Linked DNA regions of Sus scrofa: region 2 is linked to region 1. Evidence: chromatin contacts called from public HiChIP or PLAC-seq data. All regions are on one chromosome and are shown on one strand. The core of a region is the stretch at or near the end of the contact, and the rest is flanking DNA. Distances in the headings are between cores, read along the strand shown.

Region 1 (7,146 bases), core at 1,621-4,120:
CCACACCCGCGGAATATGGAGGTTCCCAGGCTAGGCAGGGGTCACGTCGGAGCTACAGCTGCCAGCCTACACCACAGCCACATCAGATCCCAGCTGCGTCAGCGACCTACACCACAGCTCATGGCAACGCCGGATCCTTAACCCACTGAGGCCAGGGATCGAACCCTGGTTAGATTCGTTTTCGCTGCATCACGACGGGAACGCCAAAGAATTTTTATCCTGTTTCGCTCATGTTATTTCTCCCACCTGAAAAGCCTTTCTCTCTTCCCTCGGCTTTTTAAAATGCTCTACCTCCTTAAAGTCCCACTCAAGGTTCAAATTCTAAGAACCCTTTATGTCTACAAAGATCTCATCCATCCAGAATATTTCAACAAAGGTTGCCAATGGTAAATGCCAGTGAATCACGTGTGCCCAAGTTAAGGTAAGAGGACATGCTAGGTATCCCCACTTGTGCTAGTGCTGAAGGCTCCTCAACAGGGGTTTGAAATTTTCATTGTCCTCTCATTTTCACAAATGTCAATTCATTCTTGTTTGCTGGAAGAGTGCAGGCTAATACACGGAGGACCAAAAAAACCCTGTTAATTGGTGTGATCTTTTTGAAACTTCACTGAAAGATGACTGTGGAGCCATACACTTATCTAAGACTAAAAGAGCTATTATGTTAGGTACATTTAGGGCCCTGCAGGAGAAAACAAGGTTCACAGCTCAGCTTATTTTTATCAACTTCCTACTGACAAAATAGAGTGCTATTCTGAACAGAAAACATAAAGATATAAAAACCTTTCTATGAAATTTGGAGGAAATGAGTCTTACAATGCCCAGAGAATCATCAGTCAGCCACATTACTGGTCCAAACACAATGCACAATCAATTCTTGTTAAATAATTAAAAGTCTCATTTCATTGTTATAAGGACAGGATTAAACCTCCCCACCCCACCCCCACAAAAGATATCCAGAACTTTTGCAAGAAGACAAATTCTGAGGCCAATTTAGGGGCAATTTTCACTCAACACTCTAATTTATACCATTTGTTCCTAGAGCTGCATCCCTCAGGTCACTTTACAACTGATACTCATTGACCTTCAAAAGAAGGTTCATATCTACCCTATTATATTCAGTTTAAGAAAACAGAGGGAGCCCACAGCTTTCTTTTTTTTTGTTTTTTTTGTTTTTTTTTTAAAGAATACAGAGGAGGGAGTTCCCCTTGTGGCTCAATGGGTTACGAACCCAACCAGTATCCATGAGGATGAGGGTTCGATTCCTGGCCTAGCTCACTGGGTTAAGGATCCGGTGTTGCTGTGAGCTGTGGTGCAGGTCACAGACAAGGCTCAGATCCCATGTTGGTTGTGTCTGTGGTGTAGGCCAACAGCTGTAGCTCCGATTTGCCCCCTAGCCTGGGAACCTCCACATGCCTTGGGTGCAGACCTAAAAAGAAAAAAACAAAAACAAAACAAACCCAGGGGAAACAGATACCAAGAGGCAAAAAAAATTTTTATAAAAGAAAATGGGCTATCCTCCAGAGCTTCATCACTTCCAGTGTTCCAAAGAGCTAGAGTTTTCCTAAACTGTTATTTAACTCTAGTCAGCAATTTTTCACCCGTTTAAATCTAGACTCCTCAATTAACTTTGTAAAGTCTCTTGATGGCAAGTATCATGATGCTTTTGCTTCTCCGCATTCCCCACAGGCATAAAACCCCAAGTGTTTTGCCCATTTTTGTAAAGGTTCTGAAGCTGGTGAAAGCTTAAGTGCAAGGTCACTGGGCAAGTCAGAGAAGACACAGAAAAACTGTCATTCAGTAGCCAGCTAAATATCACTTCTCAGATAGCAGACAGGTCCTTTCCATGTCCAGAATGATGCAAATCCTTAACAGATAATTAAAAAACAAAGCACCCACATAAACTTCATTACACCTGGCCATTAACCAAGCTTGTTGAATGATGCAAATCCTTAGCAGATGATTAAAAAACAGAACATACACACAAAACTTCACTACACCTGGCCATTAACCAAGCTCATTTACCATTAGATTTTGGAGAAAAGAGAGGCCTTTGGTCGTTCACCCGCATCCACCCCTTCCTCGTGACTTTACCTGCTTGTACCTGGCATACAGGTACAAGAGCTGCTCCCTGCTGGCCACCTGAACCAGGCCTTGGAGGTGCGCGGCCGCCTTCTCAAACAGCTCGGTCAGGCTCCTGGACGCCTCGGTCTCGGGGCTCTGGAGGGATTCCGCATCCCCGGAGTCGTCCCCCGAGCTCAGCTCTCCGCCGCTGTCGCCCGTGGTAGCCCCCGAAGGCAGGAATGGCGAGGCCATGTGTCCGCCTGTCTTCTTCAGACCGGGTGTAACGCCGTCTTGGGGGCCTGGCCCACCAGTCCCCTCCCTGAGTCGGACCCAAGCTCACTTACTCCGCGCTCCCTCCCTTAACTCTATCTCCCTCCCTTTTTCCGCCCGGCGCGTGCAGGGCTGGCTCCGCCACCCTCTGCGGCTAACCCCTGCGGCCCAGGTCTCCTCCGGCCTCTCCTAGCTACCCAGGACCTCGGACTCATCCGGGGTCTCTCCAGCAGCGCTGGGGGTCCGCTGGCCACAGGCCTCGAGGTCCCGGAAAGAGGGCGGGACGGGGGCCGGTAGGGGGCGGGGCGGGGGCGGGGCGACGTGAGTGCCGAGCACGCGCCCAGGGCTACGGCCGGCCCCCTGTTACACGCTGGGAGAGGGAAACGTGGGTAGCTCTGGGTTGGGCACCCTCCAGTAAATTAAGGGACTCTTGCGGTGAGCTAGGGAAACGCTGCTTGGAGAAAGTGCCCTGAGTCGTTCAGATGTCCGTTAATCGTTTTGCTGAAAATACCGGAACCCATTCTCGGGCTAGGCCATCGGCGGGTGGGGAAGGAGGCCGTCTATTTGGTAGTGTAGCGATAGGAGCGGAGTCGTGGGAAACTTGGAGCTGAGCACGAAGGTTCCGCCTGCGCCCGCCTCCCCAGATTGTGTAGCCTCAGTGTCCCAAAGCGGACGTCGAATGTCGGCATTCTCTTGCTGGAGGGATTGGTTCTAACTTGTAGAGTGAATGAAAATATGGGAGATGGGACCTTCAGCACCCAAACTGTGAGATTGGTCAAATCTCTTCATGTGTTGCTTTGCACGACTTGCAGAACCCACACCTGGCAGAGCTCATGGGACCCCACCCCCGTGGCCCTTAGCCTGATTTGCTTGTTCCCAGCTCAGTCTTTGCCGCTGTGCTGTGGCAGTCACTGACAGTGAAACCAGAAATACGCTTAGTTCTGCCCTATGTTAGAAACCTGCAAAAACTACAATATGATTATAATAATGTTAACAGAAATAATGATCTATAGTAAGAATAGGGTTTCCCAGGTGGCTCAGCGGGTAAAGGACCCCACGTGGTCACTGCTATGGCTTGGGTTTGATCCCCGGCTGGAGAACCTCCACCTGCCTTGTGGCAGCCCCAAAAGAAAATAATAGAAGAATGTTTTGTTTGAGCCAAACCGAGGACCAAAGTCGAGGAGTCAGCCTCTCAGTAGCTCTGAGGTACGGCTCTGTAGAAGCGTGGTTTTCAGCACATGAATGAATCTCATAACAGCAGAGCTCAGTAAGCCATCAAAAGCTCATCCTTTGTGTTTCCTTTGCTTCAAAGCTCAAAACCAAGCAAAACGGACCTATGATGTCAGAAATCAGGACAGTGAATGGTCTGGGGTGCATAAGGGGAGCTTCTGGATGTTGACAGCGTTCTCTTTCTTGAACCAAATGCTGGTTACACAAGTGGATTCACTTAAAATATATGTACTTTTCTATATATCCAGTATATATGAATGAAAATTTAAGAAAGAAAAAAAAAAAAGAGCCCTTGACATTCAGAAGCTGATCTAGAACTCACAGCTAAACCATATCATCCTCCTATTAGGTGGAAATCACCTCATGAATACCAACCTCAGTCAAGGGCATCTGAAACCATGATCAAATAAAGACAAAGCAAAGCACTTCAGAAGTTTGTTTAATCACAGACAAAACCAGGATCACTCAAAATATCAAACACACTTTCTCTGAGCCAAAATAAGTGACTCTTGCATATTTACAGAGTACAGGTTTGTTCTCATGCGAGTCTTTCTGCTATATAGATAAGACTGATTGAGATACCCAGTCATAGAATTGTCCCAGCTTCCTGACAGTGTCCAATCGTGAACATACCCCCAGTTTCTTAGACTGCCCCACTAGTTACCAGTCAAAGCACAAATCCTGTCATAGGTCGATCACTGAAACAACCCATAGTTCTCCACTTTATGTTCTTCCTCATGGAAATAAACACAATGTGGTAACTATAGGGGCTTCCTGGAGGGCTTTGCCTCAAGATCACTGACACCTGAGAACCTGTGATTTCTTGAAGATTCTGTTTGAAGCCCCAAACAATCAGGATCTGGTGACTTTGAGCGAATAGAGTTTTTCCAATGGGTGTTTCTATTTGAGCAGTTATTGGGAATGGGTATGTTTTTCTGAATCTCAAGGAAAATCAGCTGAGAAATCAGGAAGCCAGGAGAAAATGTGACTAGAATAAAAGCTTAAGCAATCAGGATGAAAGTTTAACAATCAACATAGAGAAGTTCCTAATTAAACTAACAAGCCAAAAACAATAGCAAGAAATGCTAACACCTAGAGCCCAAAATGAGCCTGAAAGGAGCAGACAGGAGAAAATCTCATGAAATTCTAATCAGTCTTGCTTGTAGAGCTGTCATTTTATACGCAGGTTCATCTCCCCCTCCCCCACTGAAAACAGTGCAAGTAAAATGTTAATAAGATTATATGCATAGGATACTTCGTACAAATTCTATGAGTGATGTTCTAAGAAATAAGTTTTAGAAGCAGAGTAAGTTCTTAAACTGGTCATTTCTTTAAGTGATTCTGAGAAGTGTTGTTAACTTTACTGAAAGGCCTGAATGTTACGCTATTAGAATAGTACCCAGCTATTTTTGCCAGCATTTCCCAGTGTTTGCACTCACCAAAGGCTCTAGATCTTTGTAAGTAGTTTCACAGGAGAAGAGCAAAAAGAAGATGGGAATGTTTTTGTGAAATATTCCACTACAACATCCTGAACTGACCAGAATTCTGAATTAACAAGTCATATGTATTCAATAGCAAATCCAAAATCTGCGCAAACAGAAAAAATATTGTTGTTAGAAAGTAATTGAACTGGGAGTTCCCTGGTGGTCTAGTGGCTAGAAGTCAGAGCTTTCACTGCTGCAGCCGGGAGTCAATCCCTGGTCTGGGAATTAAGATCCCACATCAAGGAGTTCCCGTCGTGGCTCAGTGGTTAACGAATCCGACTAGGAACCATGAGGTTGCAGGTTCGATCCTGGGCTTTCTCAGTGGGTTAAGGATCCGGCGTTGCTGTGAGCTGTGGTGTAGGTCGCAGATGCGGCTCAGATCCTGCGTTGCTGTGGCTCTGGTGTAGGCTGGCAGCTACAGGTCCGATTAGACCCCTAGCCTGGGAACCTCCATATGCCACGGAAGCGGCCCAAGAAAAGGCAAAAACAAAACAAAACAAAACAAAACAAAAGTCCCACATCAAGCTGTAGCACATCTGGGCTACCCACCCCCCCAAAAAGCACAACACCTATACTCCAGTAAAAATTTTTTAAACAACACTGTTGTTAAAAGTTTTTTTTTGTTGTTTTTGTTTTTGTTTTGCTTTTTAGGGCCGCACCTGGGGCATATGGAGGTTCCCAGGCTAGGGGTCTAATCGGAGCTCTACCTGCCGGCCTATACCACAGCCACAGCAACTCAGGATCCGAGCAGCATCTTCGATCTACACCACAGCTCATGGCAACGCTGGATTCTTAACTCATTGAGCGAGGCCGGGGATAGAACCTCCAACCTCATGGTTCATAGTCGGATTCGTTAACCACTGAGCCACGATGGGAACTCCGTTAAAAGTTTTTTAAACAACACTGGACTGAATATAGTACCACTCAGGTTTTGTGAAATAACAATTTTTAACATTATCATCAGAGTATTCATTAATATGTTTTGTTTTTTGCTTTTTAGGGCCGCACTTTCAGCATATGGAGGGTCCCAGGCTAGGGGTCCAATTGGAGCTACAGCTGCCCGCCTACCCCACAGCCACCACAACTCGCGATCCGACCCAGGTCTGCAACCTACACCACAGCTCAAGGCAACCCCGATCCTTAACCCACTGAGCAAGGCCGGGGATCACACCCTCAACCTCATGGTTCCTAGTTGGATTCATTTCTGCTATGCCACAATGGGAAGTCCTTTTTTTTTTTTTTTTTTTTTTTTTTTTTTTTTTTTTTTTTTTTTAACAGCCACACCTGTGACATATGGAAGGTCCCAGGCTAGGGATGGAATCAGAGCTGCACCTGTCAGCCTACACCACAGCCACGGCAATACCAGATCCAAGCCACATCTGTGACTTAGGCCACAGCTTGTGGCAATGCTGGATCCTTAACCCACTCAGCAAGGCCAGGTTCCTAACCCAAATTCTCATGGACACTAGGTCAGGTTCCTAACCCACTGAGCCACAATGGGAACTCCTAATATGTTAATTCTTAACAGGTTTTGGACCCAGTACTAAGTTCTAAGGACATAGGATGATAGTGACTATTTTTCCTGTCTCTCACTCTGCTCCAGCTACATGGGCCTCCTTGTGGCTTTTCTACCAACCAGCTGTAACCCAGCACACTCCCATCTTAGTGCCTTTTCATTTGCTCGTTCGTCTTTCTGGAAGACTTTATCCCCCGATACCATTCCACTGCCCTCTCTCCCTTCAAGTCTTTGCTCAAATGTCACATTAGTCAAATATTTTTTGATCACCCTGTTAAAAATCACACCACCTTCCTCCACCATCACTTTCCACCCAACTTCTTTAGCATTTATTGCCATCTAAACTACACTTTTTTTGGGGGGGGCGCCCCTCGGCACATAGACTTCCCAGGCCAGGGATCAGATTCGAGCTGCAGTCTCGACCGAAGTTGCAGTTGCAGCCAGATCCTTAAGCCACTGCCGGGGGGGGATCAAACATGTGTTAAAGGGCTTCAGAGACACCACTGATCCCATGGTGCCACAGCAGGAAGTGCTAAACTACAACATAATTTACTCACTTACTGCATCATTTCCAAATAAGGTCCA
Region 2 (7,243 bases), core at 4,078-6,577, 370 kb after region 1:
CATACGTGTGTTCACACATGTGTCTGTACGTGCGTGTTGGCATGTGCAGAGAGGTATGACTAGGAAACTGGGTGGCCGCTTTCTGGAGGTGCCCATTTGTTCTAATGTCCTCATGTCTTCTCCCAGCCTATTTTTGCATGCTTCTCTTGTTATTTTCCCTTGCCCCTGGCCCCCACGCTCGACTATCTGTTTCTTCTTCTGATGGTTATTGTATCGCCAAGTTTCCAGGTCACTTAGGACTGACGTGTAAGGCCCACACCACTGTCTGTGACCCATGGCCACGCTGGGAAACGGGAGGAGGGCAGGTGGAAGGAGGCCTGAGCGGCGGGTATAAATGGAGTCAGGAAGCCCGGGTGCTGGTCTTGACCCTGCTAGTGACCGACCTTCTCACAGGCCCTGGGGCAGGATGGGCCGAACTGAGGGAGTGAATGAAACCCTCCGGAAATGACCTTGATCCTACTAGAAAGCAATGGCCCCCTCTTCTCCTCTTGGGCATCCTTACCTAGTAGAGAATTTTTTCTTTCATTTAACCACGTGGCGTTTAGTCAATACCTTTTATATGGCAGGCACGTGTTGGGACCAGGAATACAGATTGGGATCAGCATGTGCTCTGGGCGGTGTCAGATGTTGACAGCTCCGGGTGATAAGTGCTCTGGCAGAAGGGGCTCAGGGTGTTCAAACCCGGGTTAGGAGGACTGTGGAGGATGTGGGGAAAGCGTCCTTGCGGAGGCAGCACTTGAGCTGAGTGTGGCAGGTCTAGGAAGGGTCAGCCAGACTGGGACAGGATGTATGTGTGTGTGGAGCAGAGCAGCGTGTTTCAGGCTGAGGGAAAGGCGAGGAGGTGTGAACTAGTCTGGCCAAGCAGTTTAGCGCGGTGGGCAGGCAGCTTAGACTGTGAGCTGGATGGATCCCTGCGCCACGAGCAGGAGTTTGAGTTTTCACCTGCGGACTTGTGCTTCTTGAAACTGAGCTCAAAATCACCTGAGAAATTGATTAGGAAACAGATTCCTGGGCCTAAATAGGGAGTCAGAATCCCCATGAGTGAGACCTCAGAATCAACCTTTTCAGCAGCATCCCAGGAGAGTCTACACAGGCGCTGGTCTGACGGGCTGTGGGAAGCTGCGGGAGGGTTCTGAGCTGGGGAGAGGCAGGCACCTGGAAGACCAGTCCCGACACTCTTGGGCCTCTGCTGGAAGGAAATGATGCGGCCCAAGGGCAGGCCCCATGAGCTGCTCCAGGATCAGACCGTGCACCCCATGAGCAGGACAGGAGCAGCCAGGAAATTCTGATTTCCAGCTGGACAAGCTCCTCCAGGCAGCACAGTGCAGGGATGGCAGAGGTGTCCCTGCCACCCCACCTGCTCTAACGGGGAAACCTCCAAGACTCTCTCACCTTTTCCCTCCATCCTAAGTGAAACCCTATTTCCACCTCCCACAAGGCTCCTTATTCAAGTGAGTGTTCAGAGCCCACGGGGGAGGTGGAGAAGAGGCGTGAGGCTTGTGTTTTCATCCCCAGACGAAAGGGAACGAGGCTCCCTGGGATGGTGGATTTCCTGGGTGGTTCGAATGGAGGAAGGGGGCTCTGTGATTGCTATTTGCCAGATATGCGTGTTCCTCCTAGATTTCTCTCCAAAAGATAGTCATGAAAGAGTCTGATTGATACCCAAAGAAATAAGGCAGTTCCCTGGCCCAGAAAGGTGCCATGCTCAAGGGCCAAGGAAGGCCTGGCACAGACCACCCTCCAGGGACTCCCAATTCAAAGGATGGAGCCTAAGCCAGGCTCCTGCTCTGCAGCCTCATCTCACCCCCAGCCTTTCCCAGATTAATTTACACTTAACGCTTAAACCAGGCAGTTTCACACCTCCTTGCCTGTGTTCATGCTAATCTGGCCGGCTGAAAGGCCTTCTCCCACCCCTCCCCCTCTGTCTGGCTAATTCCTGCTCTTTCTGCAAGTCCTCGCTCTCCGTGATAGCCCCGCCCACCCAACACACATCTCAACCTAGCTCTTCCCATGAACCACCCACACCTCCACTCTGCTGACCTTGACGGGACCACTTACATGGAAAGTTTACGCACCTGCCCTGCCCCAGCACCAACTAGACCAGAAATTCCTCAAGGGCAGGGCACATTTTGTCTCCTGGTGCCTGGTACTTGGTAGGAGCTCCAGAGATCTTTGCTGAACCACACAGAATGCACGTGAATGAGAAGTGCCCTCAGACACGCGAAAGCCCAGATAATTTAACAGCATTCCAACGATTTGCTTGTGGGTGTTCATAGGACAGGTGCCTTTAAAGCTTCTATAGAGATAGGACACCTCATCCCCCTATAATAAGTGCAAAATAACAAATGTATTGACGAAATCAAAAGGGGATTATTTGCATTTTAAAGGTCGGGGGCGGGTTTTCTTTAAATATTAAGCTTTTGCTAGAACTTTCAGAACCTTGCCTTACAGATCATTAACTTCTGGGGGAGGGGCGGGAGCAGCAGTCATGGAGCCAGAACCTCTATGAATCTGAGCTCCAAAGTGTTGCCTCTAAAAAGAGGAAGCAAGCAGAAGCTTTTGGATCCAGACAGAACTGGATTCAGATTCTGGCTGTACTAGCTGTGTGGCCTTGGGCAAGCCCTGTAACCTCTCCGTACCCTGACTTTCATATTCCTAAAGTGGGGACACACTGCACCTCCTTGGCAGGCTTGTTTTAAAGATGGAAAAGATTCTCCGTAGAATGCCTTGCCTCAAAGGAGGTCCCCAGTAATAAGCAGTAACAGCAGTGTTGTTGGTAGGGTGACAACGCAGGTGGAGGAGAGGAAGGAGCCTTTTGAGGTTTACAGGAGTTTCCCTGGGCTGGCAGAACAGGTAGGGAGAAAGGATCCAGAAAGGAAGGGCAGGACCACCGTGGCAGCATATTTTGACTATCACAGCATTTTACAACTTTTTTGATTTTTTTTTTTTTTTTTTTTTTTGCTTTTTTCAGGGCTGCATTTGCGGCATATGGAGGATCCCAGGCTAGGGGTGGAATTGGAGCTACAGCTGCCACCCTACGCCACAACCACAGCAGCGCAGGATCCAAGCCGCACGTGCAGTGTAGACATGGCAACGCCAGATCCTTAACCCACTGAGCAAGGCCAGGGATCGAACCCGCAACCTCATGGTTCCTAGTCGGATTTGTTTCTGCTGCGCCACAACGGGAACTCCTGGATTTTTTTTTTTTTTTTTTTAACAAAACCTTTCCAAGTTGAACGTGACTGCTGGCGACAGCACTCTGCTATGTGGTTAATGTGAGGGTCTTGGACTTACTAGCTCTATGATCTTGGGCAGATCACCTGACTCAGTTTCCTCATCCGTAGAAAGGAGACAATAAAGAGTACCCATCTCTTAAGGCCGCAATCTGAGATAAGGAGTGTAAGGTGCTTAACCCAAGGCCAGGTGCACTGGATGCCCTCCATAACTAGTCCTAGTTACTGAAGTGATCAGTACTAATAAGCACAGAGTGGTAAGTTCCCTATTGGAGCAACTACTTACCCTGAGAATATGGAGCCGGGAGGGTGTTATTTGCAAGGGCCCTACCTTTGACTCTGTAGACCACCTGTCCCAGAGCTGCGTGAGCTTGGGCCTGTTCTGTAGCAGAAGGTTTGGCCTAGATAATCTCCCAGGTTCCTAAATTAGCTAGTCCTCCCCACTCCCACAGCTACCCAAACAGCTGCTCTCAGGCCTGGCGGGGTGCTATTGCCCTGCCCCTGTCCCCACCTTCTGCGGGGTAACTCCTACTAACTCAAGGGGGGGCCTGGGCTGGCTGGTTACCACACTTCCCTGCCACCCACCCCTGCTCCCTGCGGGGTCACCCTGAGGTCCTTACTGTTGCTACGCCTATTATCACGAGGCGACCCTAGCACGAATCAGTGCAAATAGCAGAGTGGCCAGGCTTGAGAGCGAAGCCTTTGGGCAGAAGGAAAGATGAGCCAGCACTTTCCCTTTATAGAGATTTCCGGAATCTCCTGGGTCCTAACTTACTGTTTCCTGGTGGAAAATAGATTTGAAAACGGTTGAGGGAGTTCTCTTCCTGATGCAGTGGTTAACGAATCCGACTAGGAACCATGAAGTTGCTGGTTCGATCCCTGGCCTTGCTCAGTGGGTTAAGGATCCGGCATTGCCATGAGCTGTCGTGTAGGTCCCAGACTCAGCTGGGATCTGGCATTGCTGTGGCTGTGGCTGTGGCATAGGCTGGCGCTACAGCTCTGATTAGACCCCTAGCCTGGGAACCTCCATATGCCGCGGGTGCGGCCCTAGAAAAAGACCAAAAAAACCCCAAAAAACAGTTGAGGCTCACCCCTCCCTCAAAGGAAATTCAGAAACTCCCTTTGGCTGGGGCCACAGCTGCAGGTAAAGTCCTTTGCGCCTCTTTCCACGTCTGGAGTCCCCAGGAGCCCCGAGAACCGGTCTCCTACCCAAGATGACTGCCAATGCGGGCACCTGGCTCCCCCCTTAGCAGAACACGTTGAGGGAACTCGCGTCCCCTCGGGTTTCTCTGGTGCCGCTGGAAAGAGGAAACAAATGACCTTGACCTCCAAGGAGACGGCCCCTCGCAGAGGGCGACTCCTCCGGAAAAGCTGTCCCAACAAAGGGCATTCCTCAGCTTCCACCCCGCTGCCGACAGCCGACGGCCCAGCCTCCTCCCCACGCCCGGGTGGAGGGCTACCCGCCCTCCCGCGACCCTCGGGAAGAACGTGGTGTTTTCGCAGCCTTGGCTGGTCGCACGGCCGCGCCCTCCCGAAGTCTCGGCTGCAGGCGCTCTCCGGGCAGACGGGGCGAGGCGGACCACGAGGGCTTAGGTCCGGGGGCCCGGAAGGCCGCCCCCGACTCGTGACCCATCCGAGACCCCAGACTCGCGGCCGTGCTCCCTGCTTGGACGTCTGGGGGCCTCGCTCGCCGCCGCCGGCGCCCCCGCCGCCGAGAGGGGCAGCTCGGCGGGGCGCGGGCGGCCGGCACCCAGGCCGCGGCGAGCGCGGAGGGCGGCGGGCGGGCCGGGTGGGGGCGAGGGCCGCTCCTCCAGCCCCTTCCGCCGCCCCTCCTCTCTGCTCTCCCGCTCCCTCTTCCCGTCCCGGCCGGGAAGGCGCGGGGCTTGGCCTCTCCCCCCTTCGTGGCCCAGCCATGAGCTAGCAGCCCATGCCGCTGCCTGCCCTCCCGGCCCACCCGGCGCGCTCTCCCCGCACCCGGAGGGCGGCCGCGGCCCGCGGGGCGGCGCCTCGGGCCCCACCTCACCCGGACCCCGGGGCGGCCCGCAGAGCCGGGAGCCGAGCCGGGCGCGCCCCGAGGGCCGAGGCCTGCGGGCCGCGCTCCCGGAGCCCCGGCCGGAGCCCGCGCGCCCGGGTCCCCGAAGCGGGCCTGGGAGGGAAGGAGAGCGAGCGAGCGAAGGGCCTCGCTTCTCCCGGGGATGGAGGGCATGGAGGCGGCGGGCCGACCCGCCGGCGGCAGCCTTCAGTGAGTACGGAGGAGGTGAGGCGCCGGGCGGGCCGGAGGTGCGGGACCCCCCGAGGGGAAACCGAAGGAAGGGTCGCGGGGGAAGCCCAGCCTTCACGTCCACCCTCATTTCAGCCCCTCCCGGTTGGAGCGAGTCCAGCATTTGGGCCGCAGACTGGTCGGTACCCCCACGGTTCCCCAGTGGAAGGTCTCCTCCTTCAGGTCTCCAGAGATGGATGATCTCTGGAATGCGCTTCCAGAGTTGACCTGAAAGAGAATTCTTTTAGGGGAACGGAAATTGCTCCCCATTACGTTCACATCCTCTGCTTTCGGGACTGAACCACAGAAGAGTGGAATCAGTGGTCGGCTGCAGAGACCTAGTTGATAAATTCTTGATTAACTGGTCCAGGAAGTGATCCATCCTTCCAGAGATAGTGCTTAAACTTCACTGGCTTAAAATGATGTGACATTCACACTCCTGTGTGTATTTTGCTTTATGAACTATGTGCCTTCCTGAAACATGTATAAATTGAATCATCATAAATGACCATAGAGGGACTTGGCATTTAAGAGAATCCTGCAGTGAATCTTTAGTCAATATATGAAGTAACTATATTAATTCCTAACTTGTAACTTATGTAAGTATGGATTTTTAAAATGTTTTCTCCAGAGTTCCCACTGTGGCTCAGTGGGTTAAGAACCTGACTAGTTTCCATGAGGATGTGGATTACATCCCTGGCCTCTCTCAGTGGGTTAAGGATCCTGCTTTTTTTTTTTTTTTTTTTTTTTAATCCTTTTCTAGGGCTGCTTCCCATGGCATATGGAGGTTCCCAGGCTAGGGGTCTAATCGAAGCTGTAGCCCCCAGCCTATGCCACAGCAACGCGGGATCTGAGCTGCGCCTGCGACCTACATGACAGCTCACAGCAATGCCGGATCCTTAACCCACTGAGTGAGGCCAGGGATCGAACCTGCAACCCCATGGTTTCTAGTCGGATTTGTTAACCACTGCGCCATGATGGGAACTCCCCAAGGATCCTGCTTTGCAGCAAGCTGCAGGATAGGTCACAGATGTGGCTTGGATCCTGTGTTGTTATGGCTGTGGCATAGGCCGGCAGCTGCAGCACCAATTCGACCCCTAGACTGGCAACTTCCGTATGCCACAGGTGCAGCCCTGAAAAAAAATAAAATAAAATAAAAATAATTTTTTTTTTCTTTTTTGACCACCTTTCAGCATATAGAGTTCCGGGGCTAGGGATCAGATCCCAACACAGGATCCTTAACCCACTATGCTGGGCCGGAGATCGAACCTGCGCGATCCTGTTGTGCCACAGTGGAAACTCCTAAATATGGATTTTATACATGCTGTTTACTTCAAGTGGGACAAATCTAGATGTACAGCGTTTAAGGAGCAGTTTCTCAGAGAGCAGGATAAATATTAAGACCTTGTGGCGTGTATGTGTGCATAGGATAGCTTGGGGAATAAGTTCCCAGCTCACTTTTATTCCCTGTGAAGACATATCAACCATGGCATCAAGGAGCTGTGTAATTTGGACAAGTCACTTAACCTTTCTAGACCAATATTCTTGTAAGAAGGGGTGTGAGAGTGAATGGTCATGAGTGCTAAAGAGACCTGGCCTTGGGAGGGGAAGCTTTGCACTCTCCTCCCGGCCTCCCCAGCACCTGTGTCACCTGATCTCTCTGTATCTCTGGTTCTCTGGAAAATGCGGATAATGCTCCTGTTCCAGCAGAACTGCACGAGGAATATTTTAGAGAGTATATTAGAAAGTG

The links. HiChIP or PLAC-seq counts read pairs in DNA pulled down with a chosen protein or histone mark.
Region 2: a contact with region 1 is called in an H3K27ac HiChIP or PLAC-seq map of skeletal muscle. The contact joins the promoter of KIAA1614 here to the promoter of ACBD6 in region 1. A contact is called at or near these places in 2 of 2 datasets of contacts at active chromatin or transcription factors (alveolar macrophages and skeletal muscle).

What each region holds. Positions count from the first base shown.
Region 1 is chr9:122,113,161-122,120,306 of Sscrofa11.1, forward strand. ACBD6 (acyl-CoA-binding domain-containing protein 6) reads right to left here and starts at 2,871. Exons shown (of 8, transcript XM_003130348.5): 1 at 2,092-2,871. The coding sequence starts at 2,313.
Region 2 is chr9:122,478,722-122,485,964 of Sscrofa11.1, forward strand. It overlaps KIAA1614, which reads left to right and starts at 5,328. Exons shown (of 10, transcript XM_021063756.1): 1 at 5,328-5,475. The coding sequence starts at 5,429.